2 separate regions of the Rattus norvegicus genome follow, and region 2 is linked to region 1. Evidence: chromatin contacts called from public Hi-C data. All regions are on one chromosome and are shown on one strand. The core of a region is the stretch at or near the end of the contact, and the rest is flanking DNA. Distances in the headings are between cores, read along the strand shown.

Evidence for each region. A called contact is a pair of places that touch in the nucleus more often than the background predicts.
Region 2: a Hi-C map of liver shows a contact between it and region 1, with 2.9 times the contacts expected there. The contact joins the promoter of Ark2n here to the enhancer-like site in region 1. A contact is called at or near these places in 8 of 12 Hi-C or Micro-C datasets (Schwann cells, frontal cortex, kidney and 3 more).

Annotation. Positions count from the first base shown.
Region 1 is chr18:73,407,707-73,413,489 of GRCr8, forward strand. No RefSeq gene overlaps it. Among named protein-coding and RNA genes, the nearest start is that of Ark2c, 35 kb to the left of the region's middle. Within about 2 kb of position 2,370, at least 8 of the 93 cell types and tissues checked have an H3K27ac peak or open chromatin away from gene starts, as enhancers often do. A contact at or near this core is called in kidney and liver, where this site is marked.
Region 2 is chr18:73,515,836-73,521,618 of GRCr8, forward strand. It overlaps Ark2n (arkadia N-terminal like PKA signaling regulator 2N), which reads right to left and starts at 2,309. Exons shown (of 5, transcript NM_001107374.2): 1 at 2,039-2,309.

The sequences.
Region 1 (5,783 bases), core at 1,120-3,619:
AAGAACAACAACGCCAGCCAACCAGAGCTTCCAGGGACTAAACCACTACACAAAGATTCTACATGGGCTGACCCTGGGCTCCAACTGCATAGGTAGCAGAGGATGGCCTTGCTGGGCACCAATAGAAGTAGAAGCCCTTGGTCCTGCCAAGGTTGGACCCCCAATGTAAGGGAATGTGGAGGGAGAGACACCCTTATAGAAGAAGGGGATGGGGAGGGAATAGGGGACTTATAGACAGGAAACCGGAAAAAGGAATAACATTTGAAATGTAGATAAAGAAATATCCAATTTAAAACAAAAAGCCACACAGCATGAGCTGAGACCCCTCAATGGGCGCAGGGACGCAGGGTGGGACGGGTTGTCCTGAAGACAGCCCTCCTGAGAGTGGCATCTGAGCTGGGCCCCAGAGGACTCAGGCAAACAAAGAAGGGTGTGCTAGCAAAAGACATCACCCCCAGGCAGGGCAGCACAAGGGAACAGAGAGGCAGGCCATGAACACGGTAACAAACAGGGCAAGAGACTCCCTGAGAACAGCTCGGCTGATCAGCCAGTGCACTGTGTTAAATGACTTCCAAGGGGTCTTCTGTTTACAAAGAATAAGATAAGCTCGCACACGTGGGAGACGCATCGACTTTAACGACACGTTTATTGGATTTGAAAGCAAGTCGATTGTTGAAAAGTTGGAGAAATCAAAACAGTCCTACGACGCAGAGCGTCTCCCGCGGTATGAGACTTAACAATCATTTTCTTGCCGTCTCTTTTCCGTGCAAACAGACTCAGCGGTATGCCACTTAGAAAATCGAGAGCATGCAGTTTTACAACCTGTTCCTTGGCCTCAGTGGTAACCGAGCCTAGCTCTTTCTGCCTGTGTTTTCACCTACAGATACATAGGCCTTAGAGTGCAATAGAGAATGGGAGATGAGTTTCCCAGGAGGTAGGTTTGGAACTTCTGCTTGACCACAACAGCCCCACCCCACACAGCCCCTCCCACCCCAACTGCCCCACCCCCAGACAGCCCCTCCCACCCCAATAGCCTCACTCCCAGGCAGCCCCTCCCACCCCAACAGCCCCGCCTCCCCAGGCAGCCCCTCCCACCCCAACAGCCCCGCCTCCCCAGGCAGCCCCTCCCACCCCAACAGCCCCACCTCCCCAGGCAGCCCCTCCCACTAGCCGGCAGCGGGTTTTCCTTTTCCATGAGCTGAACTTAGCCACTCTGGGAGCCTCCGCCTTCTAGCGCTGTCCTTCTGGATGGGACAACTGACCCTACGGCCTCTCCCTGCCAGTGCCTCTGTGACTCACAGTTCTTTTCTGGGTTTACCAACTCTGGACCCCTCGCCATTTTAAATGCCATCTGATCTGCCCTCACCGCTACTGCATTTGGCCACACTGTATCAATCTGTTTCCACTGAGGAAGAACTGCAAGTGTCTCTTAGTTACAGCTGTATGATCTTTACTTTCCAAAGTCTGCCACAAGCTTAGCTACCTCTCATTTAATAGATAATAACGTGCAACATTGCTTCCCCATTGTGCTCTTAAACACTTTCAAACTTTTTTTTTTCCTGAGTCAGGGTCTCATTATGTAGCCCAGGTCAACCTTGAACTCCTAACCCTCCCGTATCGGCCTCTTGAGTGCTGGGATTATTGATAGGTGCCATCACACCTGTATTAAACAGGTAAATTCATAAGTACCTCTGATGACCATAGTCGCTGCTAACTTGTGGCCTCATCCTGTACCTGACCTCAGTCTAAAATATTGCATGGAAATACCTATACATAATTCATGAATTATGAATGGTTCCCCTTGCCCCAGAGTGCCACAGTTGTTCCTTTCCCATTTCATCATTAGGATTCTTGTTATTCTCTTACTGTACCTAATTTATAAATTAAACCTTATCAGAGGACTGGGGGGTATTGCTTAGTGTGCACAAGACCCTGGTTTCAGTTCCACAGGGGTGGGGGTTGGGAGGGAGGGAGAAAGGGAGAGGGGGAAGGAGAGAGAGGGAGAGAGAGAGAGAGAGAAAGAGAGAGGGAGAGGGAGAGGGAGAGAGAAAGGAGAGGGGAGGGAGGGAAGGAGAGAGAGACAGAGATCGACCATAAGCATATGGACACAGGAAGAAACATATTCAGGACTTGGTACTATACAGTCACAGGGGTTCCCTACAGGTCTCAGAATGCTTCTCCTATGAACACAGGTCCCGCTGGGCTCGCTGTAACATTCCTTTCCACTGCTTTCCTCTGACTTTGGTGACTGGACCCAAGCTCCAAAGGCCACAGATACAGTAGCCTTCCCCGCGGCTCACCTCTGTCTCGTGTGTACACAGGCAGCCTGGCAGACTACATACAGTGGTTTGCCAAAGAACCTTTGCTTTTCCTGGCTGGCCATGAATATGTTGAAAAGTGCGTGGGGGCGGGGATCCTCTGGTAACAAAACTCACTGGGTATGGCTGGCCATGACTTAATGAACTACTCCGGAACGAGCATGTTCTTTGTAACGAGCTCCCAGGCCATCTGTTTAATAATTCCAGAGTGCTTTTGAGTGGCATTAAGCTTATGTGCCAAAAGCTGGATCCTCCTCATTTTGAAAACCAGGACATTTTGCTCCCTCTGGCTGCTCAGATCTTCCTCTCTCTAACCCACCCTCCCAGCACTTCCTCCCCCATTCAGGATGAGCCGATGGCCTCCTCTCACAACCAGAACAGGACCACAGCAGCAGCAAGGGGCAGGACACTCACGCCAGACCCAAGCTACCATGACCAGGTTCCTGGGTCATTCACCATTGTAGTTGCCACAGGTAACTAAAGTTCAGTTGACATCGGTTGCCACTGTCACCTCTGCTGGCTAAGGGGTGGACAGATGCCCAGAGGTTCCTGTCCCTGCGTTGCTTGGCAACTCCCACTCAGCAGACACAGCAGCCGAGCCTTACCCAATGCCTCATCTGGACTTTCAGTTTAGTGTCTCTGGTATATCCTGTGCAGGCCAACAAGGCCATGGGTTCCCATGGACTCTCAGTCCAGCTCCTGCCTCCATGTATCCTATGGCAATATCCTTCACCTCCTGGCACCAGGAAGAACTGACAGGGCCTCAGAGAAGACCTAGCCCAGCAGCCTCCACCTCTCCCCAGTTTGGGGAGGAGCCATATTACATCGTTAAGGCTGTTAGGTTGTACCCAGCCCCTAGGACCTGGGAGGATGACGCTGCAACCGGATTTTACCTTCAGTCCTGCCCGAAGAGCCCCGAGGGCCAAAGCCCAGCCGACAATTCTGATAATCTAATACTCAGCAAGGCCTTCCAGGCTAGTAATTGAATTCTGCTTCTCTCCCAATCCAGTCAAGGGGCCTCACCCAGCTTCTGCCTGACAAAACACTGGGCCAGGTATCTAGGGAGGGGCAGTGACCTCGCAGGCCCTTGCCAGCTTCCAGCATCTCTGCTACCACAGACGCCAGGACAGCCAGTCTAAAGTGCCACCCCACCACTGCTTTTCATTTCTAGAAAGGTCACCAGTCAGGGGAGCTTCTCGGGGAGGCTTGTATTGTCTGTGGAGGAACCGGTGGCCGATGGCATGATCCTGCCTGTCAGGTGGGGAAGGAGAAGCTGGAGATGAGAATCCACAGGTTTGGATGGCATTCAAGAGATAACCCTGCCTGCATGGGTCCTCACAGCCTTCAACCCCAAGCCAAAATTACTCCAGAATAGTTTCCAGGAAGTGGGGCGGGGGAGCCTGCCTCAGGATGCCTCAGACTTACTCTCATGGAAATGAACGAGCAAACCGGGAAAGCCTGGTGCTGGCACTGGGCACCCAGGCTGTTCCCCAGCTGAGGGCAAGGTCCCTGGTCTATCTCTCCTCTCCTGTCCCCCTCCACAGCAGGCAGTGTGTATCTAAGCTCCGATTTACCATTTCAACAGGTCCCCAGTGACCCTCTGGCTGGCAGGCACCGTCACACCCCCTGCTGGACCAGCCCTTCTGGGTCACACTCCTCTGCTTGCTATGCTCAGACTGGATTTTCCTCATATACCCTTAGGTGGCTCCCCAGCACCTGTCACTCCCCAGCGGCTTCTTAAGCCCCTTTAAGTCCAGGGATCTCTGTGACTTTGACCCCCTCACATCTCCAGTGTCATCTCTTACTACACTAAGTCCTTCAGACATTCTAGCCTCTTACCTCAACTCAAGATTGCAACGTGCTTTCCAGCAATTCTGAATTCCTGTTCCTACAGAAGCCAGTGTGAAGGAGGAGCTAAGAGGACAGGGGACTAGCAGGAGCTCACACCAGCAGTGAGGATAGCATCAGGATTTGCACCCAGGCAGCTGGCCTCCCAGTTCGGTTTTTTAAACACCATCTAGGTAATGGCTTCTTGGAAGCCTTCTGTGGGCACCAGCGTCTCCCTTAACCCTTCCCATCCCTTAAACCCAAATGTCCTTACCAATCCCTACTTCAGTCACTATTTCTGCTTGTCTGACACCCGCTCTCCACGAGAAGAACTTGCTCCGTTCCAGGTTGGGTTTAAGGCAGAGATTCCTCCCTCTTGCTACACACTAGCATCTCTTGGGAATCTTGAAAAAAAAAATGGCAGATGCTTAAGGCTGGAGGCACAACCCAGCGGGTTCACACATCTGAAGTCCCGGTTTACAACCTGGCTCTGAAATCCGACTCCATCCCTGGACATCGTGATTAAACCTTTTCCGTGTGCGCCCTGGAAGGTCTCCTCCAGATGATTCTAAAGTGCAGCTCAGACCAGAGATGGCACCAGGATCATGAGGAGGACAAGAGAGGCCCAGACTGCTTCCTACCAGCCCCGGATGTACATTTCTAACAATGCCCTGGGGAGACGCGGCTGCTGTTCCTTCAGCTCCAGAGGCCCTGGAGCTCAGGTATCCTCCTGGTGACTGTGTATTCCCCGGGTACCCGCTGCTGACCACACTTGCCAGAACAGAACTCTTTGCTTGGTTATCTTCAGCCACACGGGTCTCATCAATGAATCATGAGGCACTTAGACAGGCTTCGTGCTTCACAATATGGTTGTCAGTACAGAAGAAGAGCCGTGAGGGCCGTCAGAGCGTTCACTGACGGCCTCCAAAGACCGGACCATGTCCTCAGCGCTTCACATACAGGGAGGGCTTCTTTGATCCTTATAAGCTCCCTGTAAGCAGGTAATAGCACTCTGCTTCACAGACAAGAGTACCTTGACGCTGGGGCAGCATGGGACTGCACCTATAACCTTTGTGCTGGAAGGTCCTTTTTCAGGCAACCGCAAAGCACACTCTTCCCTTCTTCCTCAGCCTCGATTCCCACTGAGTCTCAGACCGCAGGTCTCCACGGGCTATCAGATCAACCAGAACGTCTGGAGGGCAGAGGACCATAAACAACATTATCTCACCAAACACACATGAGCTTAAGCCCAAAGCGCATCGCGGTCTGCATGTCTTACTGTGGCAGAAAGTTTGCAAAGATCGTTTATTAAAATAAAGCCTCCAAGCCTGCACAGAAACCGGCCACGTCCCTGCGCGCAGGAGCTGGGAAGAGCGAAGTCGCCCTCTGCTGGGCACCAGTGGCATTGCAGCAGAGCTGTGGCATGGGAGGGCTCTGGGTTTAGGGGAAAAAGTAACAATTTCTTTAAGGCAGAATGGCAATTTAAAACAAAACAAAACCAGACACACTTTAAAATACAAAGTATGCTAGTTATATTTTTGTTAATTTGGCACAGCTAGGCTCATACAGAAGAGGGAACATCAAATGAGAAAATGACCCTATCGGTTTGGCCCAGAGGTCCGTGCAACAATTTTCTTC
Region 2 (5,783 bases), core at 1,059-3,558, 110 kb after region 1:
AAAAGAAAAAAACCTGACTAACTTGGTCCTCCAGTTACAGCTATCGTAACTTTTCACCTTGTCTATTATGTTTACTTTAATGTTTACACCTATTTTAACGACACTTGTAATCCTAGCTAGCATTTGGAAGATGGAAGCAGGAAAATCGGGAGTTCAAAACCAGTCTGTGCTAGCTACACAAAACACTGTTGGGGTCTCTCTCTCTCTCTCTCTCTCTCTCTCTCTCACACACACACACACACACACACACACACACACACACACACATACATATTGTGGGGGGGGAAGAGGGACAGAGGCAGAATCAGTGTAGTTTACCATTGTAAGAATTCAGCAGTAAGCGGCCAGCTGCAGTGGCTCCTGGCACATTTGCACACACCATTACTCCTATCACTTGGGAGGCAGAGCCAAAGGCCTCTCTCAGGGTCAACCTAGACTACAAAGCTAGTTCCAGGACGCCCAGGACTACACAGAGAAACCCTATCTTGAAAACCAAAAACGAATACCAAAATAAACAAAAAACAGCATTACTGAGACGCATACTAAAGAAAGTCGATTTATATGTTAAAAACATTTTTTCTCACGTAATAGAATGAATTGAAATTTCGGTCAAATTCTTTTTAAAGTAGTATATAGGTCACTGAAGTAAAGTCCATCTTGCTTCCTAAATTCAAATTTAATTAATTACACACTTATCAACAATGTACTATGTACAATACACTCTCATTAACGTTATAATAGCATATAAATATGATCCTCCAAAGGGGGGTGGAGATACTGCTGTAATTCTTCAAGATAGCAGACGATACATATGTAGGTCTCTAAACTGCTTGTTAAACCAAAAGGCGATGCTCTGATTACTGGAGAAATCCAAATTGCCAGGATCAGCAAAACTACATTGCGAAGTTAATAGCCTCCATCCTTAAAATATCCCAAGAGAAGAAAGAGATTCAAACTGTTAACCTGAGCCTAACCATACTATACAGTAATAAGCTAAGCAAACTGTCGGACCCATTTATAATTAAGTGCTCCAACCTTTACAAAGAAAGCATCATAGGTGGAACCGTTCGCCCAAATGGACGCAAAGATTCAGAGAGCAGGGCTCAAACTCAAAACCAAAAGCACTGCAAGCACAGACTGCCCGAGGGGTGAAGGATCTGCAAGGGCTGCACCGGTTCTTTCCTTCAACCCTCGAGCCTCCACTTTGTTGATAAAGATAGGGTAATTTTAAAGGTGAGAATGAATGGCAGACGAGTCTGACAGGGGGCTGTTCCATTTAAACACACACATACACACACGCACACACGCGCGCACACACACACACACAAATACACTATAAAAATAAGTGCTGTAAGAGAAATGGTGAGAAGTGATACTGGTGAGGTACTCTGGGAAATCGGGGGAGGCAAGAGAGTCCTTAACCCGGGGGTCCTCGGAATACATTTGAGCTGGCCTTTAAAGTTGACAAAGTCGCAGGACACTGTCGGGAGACCCACGCACCTAGATTCTGGGCATCAGCCGACCCACAGTCGCGGAAGCGGCGAGAGGCCGGCACCAAGCCCGGGAAGCCCTTTCTCGCTCCTTCAAGGCCACCGCGGGAGGGGGCTCTCCGCGGCTCGGGCTGGTGTGAGTGCCTGCCTCCGTTACCGAGCTGGAGGAGGGGCCGCCTCCGCTGCTCCCGTGGGCCGGGCTCCGCAAAGTTGCTCCAACACAACTCTGCGGCCTGAGGGGCTGCGGTCCCTTCAGCCCGCTGCCCACTCGGTGCCAGCGGCCGGAGGAGGGCACTTGGACCGGCGGGCAGAGGACGCGAGGGTCACCGCGGCGGGCGGGCGGGCGGGCGGGCGGGCGGGCGGGCGGGCGGGCAGGCGAGGGGTCCGGGCCGCGCCTCCGCCGTCGTGACCCCACGCTCAGACGCCGCAGAACCTGCAGCCCCGGCCCCGCTCCCCTCCGCCTCGCAAGCACCTCTCCGGGACACAGCCCCGACCTCGAGGCTCACCCCGCAACCAAGGCTGCGGCCCCGCACCCCTTCGTGCCTCACCTGCGCCCCGCCGTCCGTGCCTCCTCGCCGGCCCCGCGCGCCCCGTCGGGGCACGCGCCCACCCGGGCGGCGCTGACGGGCCGCAGATTCGGGCCGCGGCGGCCCCGCCGCCCCCTTTCTCCTCAGACAACTCCCAGCGGCGAGCAGAGGAGCGCGGCTGGAGCCCCTGCAGCGGGGCAGAGTAGAGCTCGCCGCCTCCGCAGCCTCCAACACCAATTCCCTTCAGTCGTCCGCGCCGCCCCAAGAAAATGTCACCAGAGGCCGTTCCGCTCTGCGCCTCACTTCCGCCCGGAACCACAGAGCAGCGCCTGCTGGCTAGAGAGGCCGCCGTGGCGGCGGGAACCTATGCTGCCTGGCCGCCGGCCCGGAGCAAACTGCGCAGCGCCATCTGGCGGCGGGGACGCGCGCACGCGCCCTTCGCCGAGCGCGGGCTCCAGCGCGCCCGCTTCCCGGGCTTTCGCGCGCGCCCCCCGTTCGATCCCGCAACGTCGGTCTGAGAGGGACGAGATGCCGGGCCAGGCAAACCCCGCGCGTTAAAACCACGGGGCTCCGCTTCCCGAGGGCTACCCAGTACTCACCCACTCACGAAGCCTTTCCGAAGGAAGCTCACGATGTCCGAATCGTGGAATCGCTCCAGCAGGGTGTCCGCTCCCTTCTCTCGTCACTTTTCCGCGGGAGCCAACAGCTCGGCTCCCGGGAACCGCTCGTTTCCAACACCCGCACTAACGTCCTGTTCAAGTTTTGGCTCGGAAAACACCGCGGGGCTTGCGGCTAGCGCGCCACCTGCCGGTGACACAGTCCTCCGGGGGACCCCGCTCCGCCAACACACGCCTCAGACGCCCAAAATTCCACCTCTGCAGAGTCACTCCTTGGTTTGGCAGCGCGCCCTGGGAAGGGTGACACACACTACTAGGAGTTTTGCAGACCTGTCCTTACGTCCTGGGCTCGGGACCTGGAGAAAGTGGGATGAGTCTCCACTTGACAAGTGGAGAGCTCCCGACGCTGAGGACAAGCTTACACTGCAAGGTCTGACTCCCTACAAGCAGTGCAGGTTTTGGAGGAGAAGAAAATGATTATCATCGGTACCTTCTTTTTTCTCCTTAGTACTGGGAATTGAACTGAACCCTGCAGACCTCCAGATGCGAGGCAACTGTTCACCCCTCAGCTACGTCCCCAGACCTTTTTCCAATTTTAAGACAGGGTCTCACCGTTTTCCAAACTGGTAAAGGTCTGTTCTGATTTCATTTGGTAGTGGAGTCTGGAGACAACGCATAACCGAGAAAATGGAAGGAAAAGATGGAAAGCAGATGCGCCTCTTGATAAGCAGCTGAGGGAAATGTATTTGGTGTCTGCCACATCTCTGCACCTTTCAGATAACTTTTGTGTGTCATTGATCCTAGCAAGAATCCATCTGCCTGGCGACTTGGGAAACAAAGGTAAAGGTTTCCTGGGATGAGTCTTCTCCCGGCTGGCTCTCACTGCCCTGCATCTCAAACTCCAGACCACTGAAGGAAACAAGACCGAGACCCCTGACCCTGGGTCCAATCAGCCTTCAGAGTTTCTGTTTGCTATGGGATATCACCCCATCGTTTATAACAGCATCTGAGGAAGAGAATTCACAGTCATTTTCTGTTAGTAAATTGCCTCTCTGAAAAACAAACAAACAAACAAAAAGGCTCGCACCTCCATCAACATCAGTTACCTCCGTAGACAAGGTCGCTCTGCTCTCCGGTTCACTCAGGATCATTATTCTCATCATCCTGAGAGAAAGAGAAAGAAAGATAGAGAAGTGCAGGTGAACTCAGAAGACAACCGCTGAGAGTCTGTTTCCTGTGAGGATCAAACTCAGTCAGGCTTCCAAGGCAAGCACAGTTACTGAGTCTTCTTGTCAGCCCTCTCTCAAGAGTCTGCAAGTGTGTTTTATCTACATGTAATAGCTGCACCATTTGTGGGGGTGCAGTGTGCCACCTCATAAGTGATGATTAGATCAGCGTGATTGGCTCAGCCATCGCTCGTCTCCATCCAGAGCGTTTACAATCCTGTCTCCTAGCTGTTGAATTCGATACATTGTTGTCAGGCACCGTTATCCTCGCCTGCTGTTCAAAGCAGTGCCAGTTCGTCCTCCTATCCAGCTGCACCTGTTCTTAACCATCTCTCTACATCCCATCCTCCCTCGTGTCTGCCCCAGGCTCTGGTAACAGCTGTCCTACTCTGTGCTCTCGGGAGAGGCACTCTTTAACCTCTACACATGTCACCGTATCAGTTCTTCCAACAGCCAAAACATGGTTAACCCATGACCACTTTGGAGCAGAAATAACTTTGGCCTCATAGTCATGGCAGTGGTACCGAGCAATAAGTGATAACTAGGTCTATGGGAACAGTAAGGGGACTGCTACCACACCCTAGAAAAAACGGGAGTATGTCATGGGATCTTAGCCTGGAATTCTAGTCACCCCCATACAACTTCCCTAAAGTCACCACTCATGAAGTAGGACCTTTTGGTGATGAAGCTGTCTTTGAGTCACCCAAGCTCCCGTAAGTAACCCCTCACCTGTGCTCCTATAATAAATAAACCAGTAACCTCATTGGTTTACTAAGTTGGACTTAAGTGGAATCATTACTTAGATCTGTCCCAGATGTTCTGTCCCGGGTGAATAGACATTTTCCTCCACATTTCCCCTGGCAAAGTCAATGCAGCGACATATAAGTGAGAGCATGCAGTTTCAGCATTTGTCCTTTGGTGCCTGACACATTCCACTTAACATCCAAAACCTCCAAGTTGCAACAAATGGTCAAATTTCATTTCACGGCTGGATAACCTTGTACTGTGTATCACATTCATATCTTGTGAATAGGACTGTAATAAACACGCACATGCAGGGATTTCTTTGATATGCTGATGTCATTTCGTGTGTGTGTGTGTGTGTGTGTGTGTGTGCACGTGTGTGTATGTGCATGCATTATATCCTGTATATTCCATTTATTTTTGCTCACTGGTATAGTATAGGCACAAGAATTTTCCAGCCCTAAGTAAGGTGAGAGAAAGAGATAATAGTGGCTCTTATTAAATACTCTGTGACAGATACTGTGCTATTTAAACAGATTTATTCTTCTGAGCCTCGTAGCGGCCCCATGGGCTTGATGGTATTTTTAAGCCCTGTCAAAGGTACAGGCTATGGACTCTGGGGACATGCTGAGCCTCTGCGCTGTGATAGGCATGTAACTTCAGACAAGTGACAGCTTCCAGAGTTAACTTGCTTGCCCTGCCTGGAAGTATACGCCCACGGAATCACATTGCATCCTCGAGGGGAAGGCTATCTAGAAGGAGACAAAGGAATCCAAAGAGCAAGTCCGAATTTGGACCTGGCTGTGCCTCACTCCAGCACAGTGACCTTCGAGCAATTAAGGGATCTCGCTGAACCTGGGAGTCCAGGCTGACCCCTGATGATGCCCTTGAGGGTGAAGGTGAAATGAGAATCGCAGAGAAAGCTCCCGACATAGTCCTTGGCTCAGAGAGAACACATGAATCAGTGCTGCTTTCTGGTACCGGTGTCCCCAGTCACGTGTTGGGGAGTCCCAAAGCCAGCACAGTGCTTTAGTATAATGACATTTCCATCTCAACAGGATTCTCTCTGTCCCCTTTCCCCCAGGACAACCACGTAGAACCAGAGCCATCCATAATAGAACAGCACAGAAGGACATGTGAGGTGGAAGCAGAAGGTGGCCAAGGGAGACTGAGACCCTT